Regions from separate parts of the Mus musculus genome. Here region 1 is linked to region 2. Evidence: chromatin contacts called from public promoter capture Hi-C data. All regions are on one chromosome and are shown on one strand. The core of a region is the stretch at or near the end of the contact, and the rest is flanking DNA. Distances in the headings are between cores, read along the strand shown. Region 1 holds the start of Ccpg1os (cell cycle progression 1, opposite strand). Region 2 holds the start of Rnf111 (ring finger 111).

Region 1 (3,209 bases), core at 91-2,590, 2.5 Mb before region 2:
GGACAGCCAGAGATACACAGCAAGAAAAAAAAGCCAAAAGCATTAACTCACCCTTAACAACCTTCTCAGTTCCCCTGTGACTTGAGCTTGTCAGAATAGCAAACTACTCACACCAGTTATACATGATAAATATCCCCTGAGAAATCTAAGACCTATTAAGATTGGGATCTTAAAGTTAGTCGGTGGACTCAGAAGGCAGAGGCAAACGGATTTCTGAGTTGGAGGTCAGCTTGGACTACAGTGCAAGTTTTAGGATAGGTGGAGATACACAGAGAAACCCTACCTCAAAAAACAAAAACAAACAAACCAAAAAAACCCAATCCACCCACTCCAAAAAAAAAAAAAAAAGGCGAAAGAAAAAATATTGGGTCTTTAAGATAGTTAGTGCTGACATTTCAAACATTATGTGACCTTGCTGGAAAGGTCTCATAGCACCCCTAACTGAGAATAACCAACTGGTTGCCCTTTCTAGGGACAAGCAGCCCCATACAGCCAATAAAGCAAAAGTGGGAGAGGGCAGTGCATGATGGTTCACCCTTAAGGAAAACACCCCAGCTGGTTGCGGTCTAGAACTCGGGCGCTGCCCCTGGCAGAGTTGGGATAAATGAGAGGTAAACACAAACGACACACGCGCAGCTGCTACTTAGGACAAGCCGTCAGCCTAACAAACGCTGGTAAGGACCCGGAGGGGAAGCGTGAAGAACGGGCGGAGAACAGGCTTCGGGGCTGAATAGGAGTATACTTCTGGGGTGCACACTTTTCTATTCCTGACACCTGGGACCTCCGAGCCGGCTCAGAGTGACGCACGCGGCATCTCAGCATACGGATGCAGCTGCACCTGAATCCCGGGGCGCCCAGCTCCGAGCTCGCGGGGCTGCAGCCTGCGAGCCCGCGCCTAACACCTGCCAGGTCGCGCCCTCCGCCCGAGGTCGCCCGAGGACCAAGGCATCCACCAGGAGAAAGCCTCCCGGCGCTGCGCCCGAAGGTACGAGTTGCAGCCCGCGGCCGCCCCATCAGCCCGACCTGCGCCCCAGGGTCTTACCCGAAGACAGCGCCTCTTCCGCCCGACCGCGCCAGCTGTCACCGTGGCGGCGTCCGCGCTCCAGACGCCAGTGACGCCTCATAAAAACAACAACCTGCTCGCAGGCGTCCGCAGCGGGGAAGCGGTGGCAGGCGCGGCGCAGCAAGGCATGCTGGGACTTGAAGTTCCTCCTACGTCTCCTGCCAGCTCGCGGCGAGCAAAAAGAACTACGACTCCCGAAGATGCGTACGGCCCGCACCCCTGAGGCTACCGGAAGCTGGGCGGAGCGACTGCGGATCTCCACAACATCCGGGCTCCCACGCCTGCAGCCGGTTGCCACGGAGACGGGCTGCCACACTGGAAGACGGAGGGTTTCCACCCACCGTCTTCCTCCCCAGAAATTGTAGTTTACGGGACTCCGATCGTCTTGCTGTTGCTTTCCGTCGGTTCTGTAAGAAGACTGGGCCCTACGCCTTCGCCAGACTTCTCGCTATCAGGAAAGAGTTGCTTTTGCCGAAGAGATTAAGATGGCGAGAGAGACAGACTGCGACTTGGTGGGTTTGGGCAGAGAGCTAGATGCTTTTGAAAGTCGAATTCATAATAGTGTTTGAGGCACCATCTACTCCCACTCACTAGTCACCAAGCTGTTATATTTACAAGTTTAAATGCACGATCCACAAAGTAATTACTCTGAAGGTGTATAGGAGGCACCTCACTACAAATGATCTTTTGTCCAGGATGGTTTTTGTTTTGCATTATCTATTTGCAGTCGTGGGGATCGAACTCAGGGACTTGTGCATGGTAGGTAATCTCTGTTCTACTGAACTACACCTCCCAGCCCTAGAACCTTCATGTTTTTGTCACTTAGAGTATGCCTAGTCTAAAAGGATGGAAGAGGGTGAATAGGAGTGCACTCACCCCAGAGGGAAGTTACCGTTCCTCTGTCCCCTACCTGTCTAGTGAGTAAACAGTAAAGGAAACCATTCAACAAGCTGATGTTGGGCAAAAGCTAGTTCACATTTAGATCTGATATTTGTGTTGCTGTAACTAGGGATTGAACCTCAAGCCTCACACAAGCTAAGAAAGCCCTCTACAAAGGAGGTAGATCCCTAACCCCTCGTTTTTGTTTGGGTGAGAGGGGAGTTCTGGGTGGTGGGTTTTTTTTGAGACAGAGCTTCTCAGAGTAACTCGGGCTGACTTTAAATTCTTTGTGTAGCTGGCACTGAATTCCAGAACCCCTTGCCTTTATTTCCCAAGTGTTAGGATTACAGGCCTATGCTACTACACTCTGCTCTTCCAACTTGGTGAACAGGCGAAAATTTAAATAACAAAGCTGGCTTTACAGTGAGTGGGTTTGTAAAGTGGTACTTACTTTGATTACTTATGAGCTGTAGACGAGATAGCACGGTCCCCCATGACTTGGTGTAGATAAGACACCTGGTGACTTGGATTATTGAAGTGACTTTTTAAAATCATTAAATCTAGACCTGAAGGTGATTGTGTTAGTCAGGGTTCTCTAGAGTCACAGAACCTATGGATAGTCTCTATATAGTAAAAGAATTTATTGATGACTTACAGTCCCCAGCCCAATTCCCAACAATGGTTCAGTCGCAGCTGTGAATGGAAGTCCAAGGATCCAGCAGTTACTCACTCAGTCTCACACAGCAAGCAGGCGAAGGAGCAAGAGCAAGACTCCCTTCTTCCAATGTCCTTATATTGTCTCCAGCAGAAGGTGTAGCCCAGATTAAAGGTGTGTTCTACCACACCTTTAATCCCGGATGACCTTGAACTCGGAGATTTAATCCTCTGGAATCCATAGCCACTATGCCTCAAGATCTCCATACCAAGATCCAGATCAGAATCTTCTATCTCCAAGCCTCCAGATAAGGGTCACTGGTGAGCCTTCCAATTCTGGATTGTAGTTCATTCCAAATATAGTCAAGTTGACAACCAGGAATAGCCACTACAGTGATTTAGGGCTTTTTGTTTTGTTTTGTTTTGTTTTGTTTATAATGTAGAATAGAGTTTATTTAGGGCTTGTGGAGGGGAGTTAAGAGAGTAGTAGAAGCAGAGAAAGGCAGAGAGAAGGAGAGAGTAGAGAAGTAGAGACCAGCCATGACCATGTGGAGAAAGGAGGAAGGGAAAGGGAGCAAGATGTAAAAGAGAGGCAAGAAAGGTGATTTAGTTT
Region 2 (3,397 bases), core at 215-2,714:
ACATTCCACATATCTATTTCCTCTCATTTCTACTCTGGTTGACCTTACCAAAATGCTTGCTTCAACTGTCAGAAATGTAAGTTAATGAATCCGAATCTCCATCATTAGCCCAGTGGTCTACTTAGTTTTAGATTAACACACTCAACAACCAACTAAGTTCAAGCCTTTGGGTAAACATTAGACACTTCAAAAACTCTACCTGATCAGAACAGACAAGTCTTGCCTCTAACCTAAAGTCCCCAACCCAAGAAGCACACATCTTTAGTCCCAGAAGCAGAGGCAGAGGCAGGCAGATTTCTGAATTCGAGGCCAGCCTGGTCTACAGAGTGAGTTCCAGGAAAGCCGGGGCAATACAGAAAAACCCTGTCTCGAAAAAAACCAAACCTAACCAAGCCCGGAAACAAAACAAAACAAAACAAAACAAAACAAAAAAGTCCTGGGCTTTGATAGTCCCGATAGAATTCTACTTGTAGAGGGCAGCAACTAGGGAGGCTGAGGAAATCCAAATCCAATGTTTTCCATTTCTTCTTCTTTTAAAATTTAAAAATACTCCCAGTTCTTGGGAGGCAGAGTCAGGTGGATCTCTGAGTCTCTGGAGTGAGTTCCAAGACAGCCAGGGCTACACAGAGAAACTCTGTCTCGAAAAACCAAAACCAAACCAAACCAAGCCAAAAAATCACCTTCACTAAATATGGAGAACATGAGTGAATATTATCGACGAGCTGATGTAGAAGGAGGTTATTAATGCTTGTTAAATACTTAATTGGTAATATAAGGTACTTTAAGTCGTCATATTTGACCTCACAAGATCATTTTGAAGCATATAAGGCTATCATGTTTTATAGAAGAGGAAACTGAGATTTATAAAGGTGTTAATAAGTCAGCTTGGGCACCCTCACTTTGCTTTCTGACCGGAAATCTGTCTGATTGACTGCAGAGCCCACTCTCTGTCCTTACATCCTTCTAGGGCACACAATAAAAACTGCAATCTTCTGGGTTTTGTGAGGCAATTAAGAAGTCATCTGCGATTGTATAGCTCCCAGGCTACCTAATAATACATTTGAAATGATTTTGAAAATTCACTTCACCAGTGAGATGAGATCTCTGTTTTGGGTATCATCTGCTGAGAAAGACACTAACCCGTGTTTTTTTGTTTTTTTATTTAAAGGCGCGACTAGTGCAATCAGTAAGCTGGAATAATTTTTAGTTTGAGAAAAAGCAACCAGTACGTAGGCGGAATTATGCTGAAGCACTGTTGAGCCCGAAATCACGGAAGAAAGTGAACCCAACCACCTTATTTTTAACTTAGTCCCACTGGGCCAACAGTTCGCCTAAGCCAGTGCAAAGAGGAAGGACTGGGACGCAGGGGGGCGGTCCCTGGCCCGCACATGCGCAGACATACTGCTGTGAGAGGGCGTGAGGGTCCGGAGCGCTCGCTTTCCGAACTGTCGTAAAAGGGCCCCGGTGTCGCGCTCGCGCAGTCGGGGAGGGCCGGCCCAGGCTGCGGCGGCGGCGACGGCGATGGTGGCGGGGCGCTGGTGCTGCGCGGCGTAAGGCACGCCGGCCGTTCAGGGTCGCGAGCGCGCGTGGGCCGCGATCGGGTGCTCGGAGCCGGGTCCAGCCGAGCCAGGCTCAGCCTCACGCTCCGCGGCGGCGGTGTTGACAGACGCCCTCCTGAGGAGAGCCGCCCGGCCCGCCTCAGCCTCACCCGGCCGAGCGCTGTTCCCCAGCCCCGCGCCAGCGAGTCCGGGACCTGGCCGCACGGGGCCTGCGGACTCGGGTGAGGGCGCCGGCGGAAGGGGGGGGGGTGCGGGGGAGGGGAGCGGCGCGGTGGCGCTTGCGCGCGGCGGGGGAGGGGCCGAGCAGGAGGGAGAAAGAGGAAGGGCCGCGGCGGCCGGCCCGGGTCGGCGACAGGGGAATGACCGCGGGTCCCGGACGGCGCGGAGTGGCTCATTGTGTCCGGGCAAGAGTCCGCCCGCGGACACACCCACGGCCTCTTGGGAGGGGGTGGGTGAGGGGATTGCGCCCCGGGGCCGCCGCTCGCCAGCGGGACTGGGGCTCAGGGCCGAGGAGTGGGGGTGACAATGGAGTGAGGAAGGTAACCCCGGCTGGAGCCGGGAGCCGCCCGGTGCGGGCGGGCACGCGCAGTCCGCGGAGCAGAAGACAGGCGCGTCTGATATTGTGTGGAGTTGGCTGGTTAGTCATTAAAAAAAGATGTTTTCTTTATCCTGCCTAGATAATTGATCGGAGTCAGCAGTGGTGCGGTGGAAATATCGGTTTTTGTTCTGGAGAAATAGAGGTTTGTCACCACACTTCTTAGATTATAGAGCTTTATAGATAATTTTAAAAAAAAAGTGTGACTTTTTAGCGTCCAAAAAAAACAACAACCAAAAACCAAAAAACCAGGAAGTTGTAGCTAGCGCCTTCACTTAATTTGCTCATGTCTGGGGTGACTCCATTGTATTGTTGAGAGCTTTCCTGTTCCTTGATTTATGTACAGAATGAGTTTAGAACTCCTGAGTAGCAGTGAGTGAGCCAGCTGACAGAGACCTCATTGTCAGAGTTCTGACAGCTCTTGAACCTGACTTGATCCAAACTTAGTTCCATTTGGCACTTTTATCTTTAATTTTCTTGTTTTGGGGACCTCTTTAACCAAAGAGAGCAAAATCAAAAAAAAGATGAACAGAGGTTCCTCATATCTTTACCATTTGTCTTTGCAATAGCTCTCACGTGACTTAATACAGATGTCCTTTCAAGAATTCTGATTTTACTTAGCTTTTGAGTCTACGTTAAAGAACCCAAACAAACCCCAAAACCTTCATGTGCGTATATACCAGTGTGTGGGGTCTGTACATGTGAGTGCAGGTGCCTCTGAGGCCGGAAGAGGACCTAGTACTCTGGAGTGGTAGTTAAAGGAGGTTTTGCACTGCCCTGTATAGGTGCTGAGTCCCGATTGGGTCCTCAGCCAGCATAGTAAGCACTCTTGACAACAAACCATTTTTCCAGGTCTGGATTTATATTTTGATAGTTTGTAACTAAGTGATTTTTTGTTTTGTTTTTATTTTAGTAAAAAGGTTTAGTAGAAACTGGTCATTGTAATATTGTGTTACATTGTGACATAGGTTTTAAGGAAGCTCTTCTATTTTGAAGAGAAACAATTTAGCTTTAAATTACTTTTGTAGCAGGAGTGCTGAGTGTGTGATGGCTCGAGTTGCCTTTAATCCTAACATTTGGGAGGCAGAGCCTAGCTTGGTGTATATAGTGAGTTCTACAACAGCCCATACTATGTAGAGAGATCCTATTTTAAATACCCACCCCCAAAATATATATTACTTTTGCTACTTTCTTAGGGTGTAACCATGGACAAATTATTTCATTGTATCCTGCTTGCTTGTTA

What was found. Promoter capture Hi-C pulls out the DNA fragments that hold promoters and counts their contacts.
Region 1: a contact with region 2 is called in a promoter capture Hi-C map of erythroid cells, with 5 times the contacts expected there. The contact joins the promoter of Ccpg1os here to the promoter of Rnf111 in region 2. A contact is called at or near these places in 1 of 39 promoter capture datasets (erythroid cells) and 2 of 9 other capture datasets (adipose tissue and liver).

The regions. Positions count from the first base shown.
Region 1 is chr9:72,983,507-72,986,715 of GRCm38.p6, reverse strand. It overlaps Ccpg1os (cell cycle progression 1, opposite strand), which reads left to right and starts at 1,340. Exons shown (of 2, transcript NM_001198789.1): 1 at 1,340-1,575. The coding sequence starts at 1,549. Ccpg1 (cell cycle progression 1) reads right to left here and starts at 1,212. Exons shown (of 9, transcript NM_001286544.1): 1 at 1,043-1,212.
Region 2 is chr9:70,501,842-70,505,238 of GRCm38.p6, reverse strand. It overlaps Rnf111 (ring finger 111), which reads left to right and starts at 1,464. Exons shown (of 15, transcript NM_033604.3): 1 at 1,464-1,780; 2 at 2,237-2,299.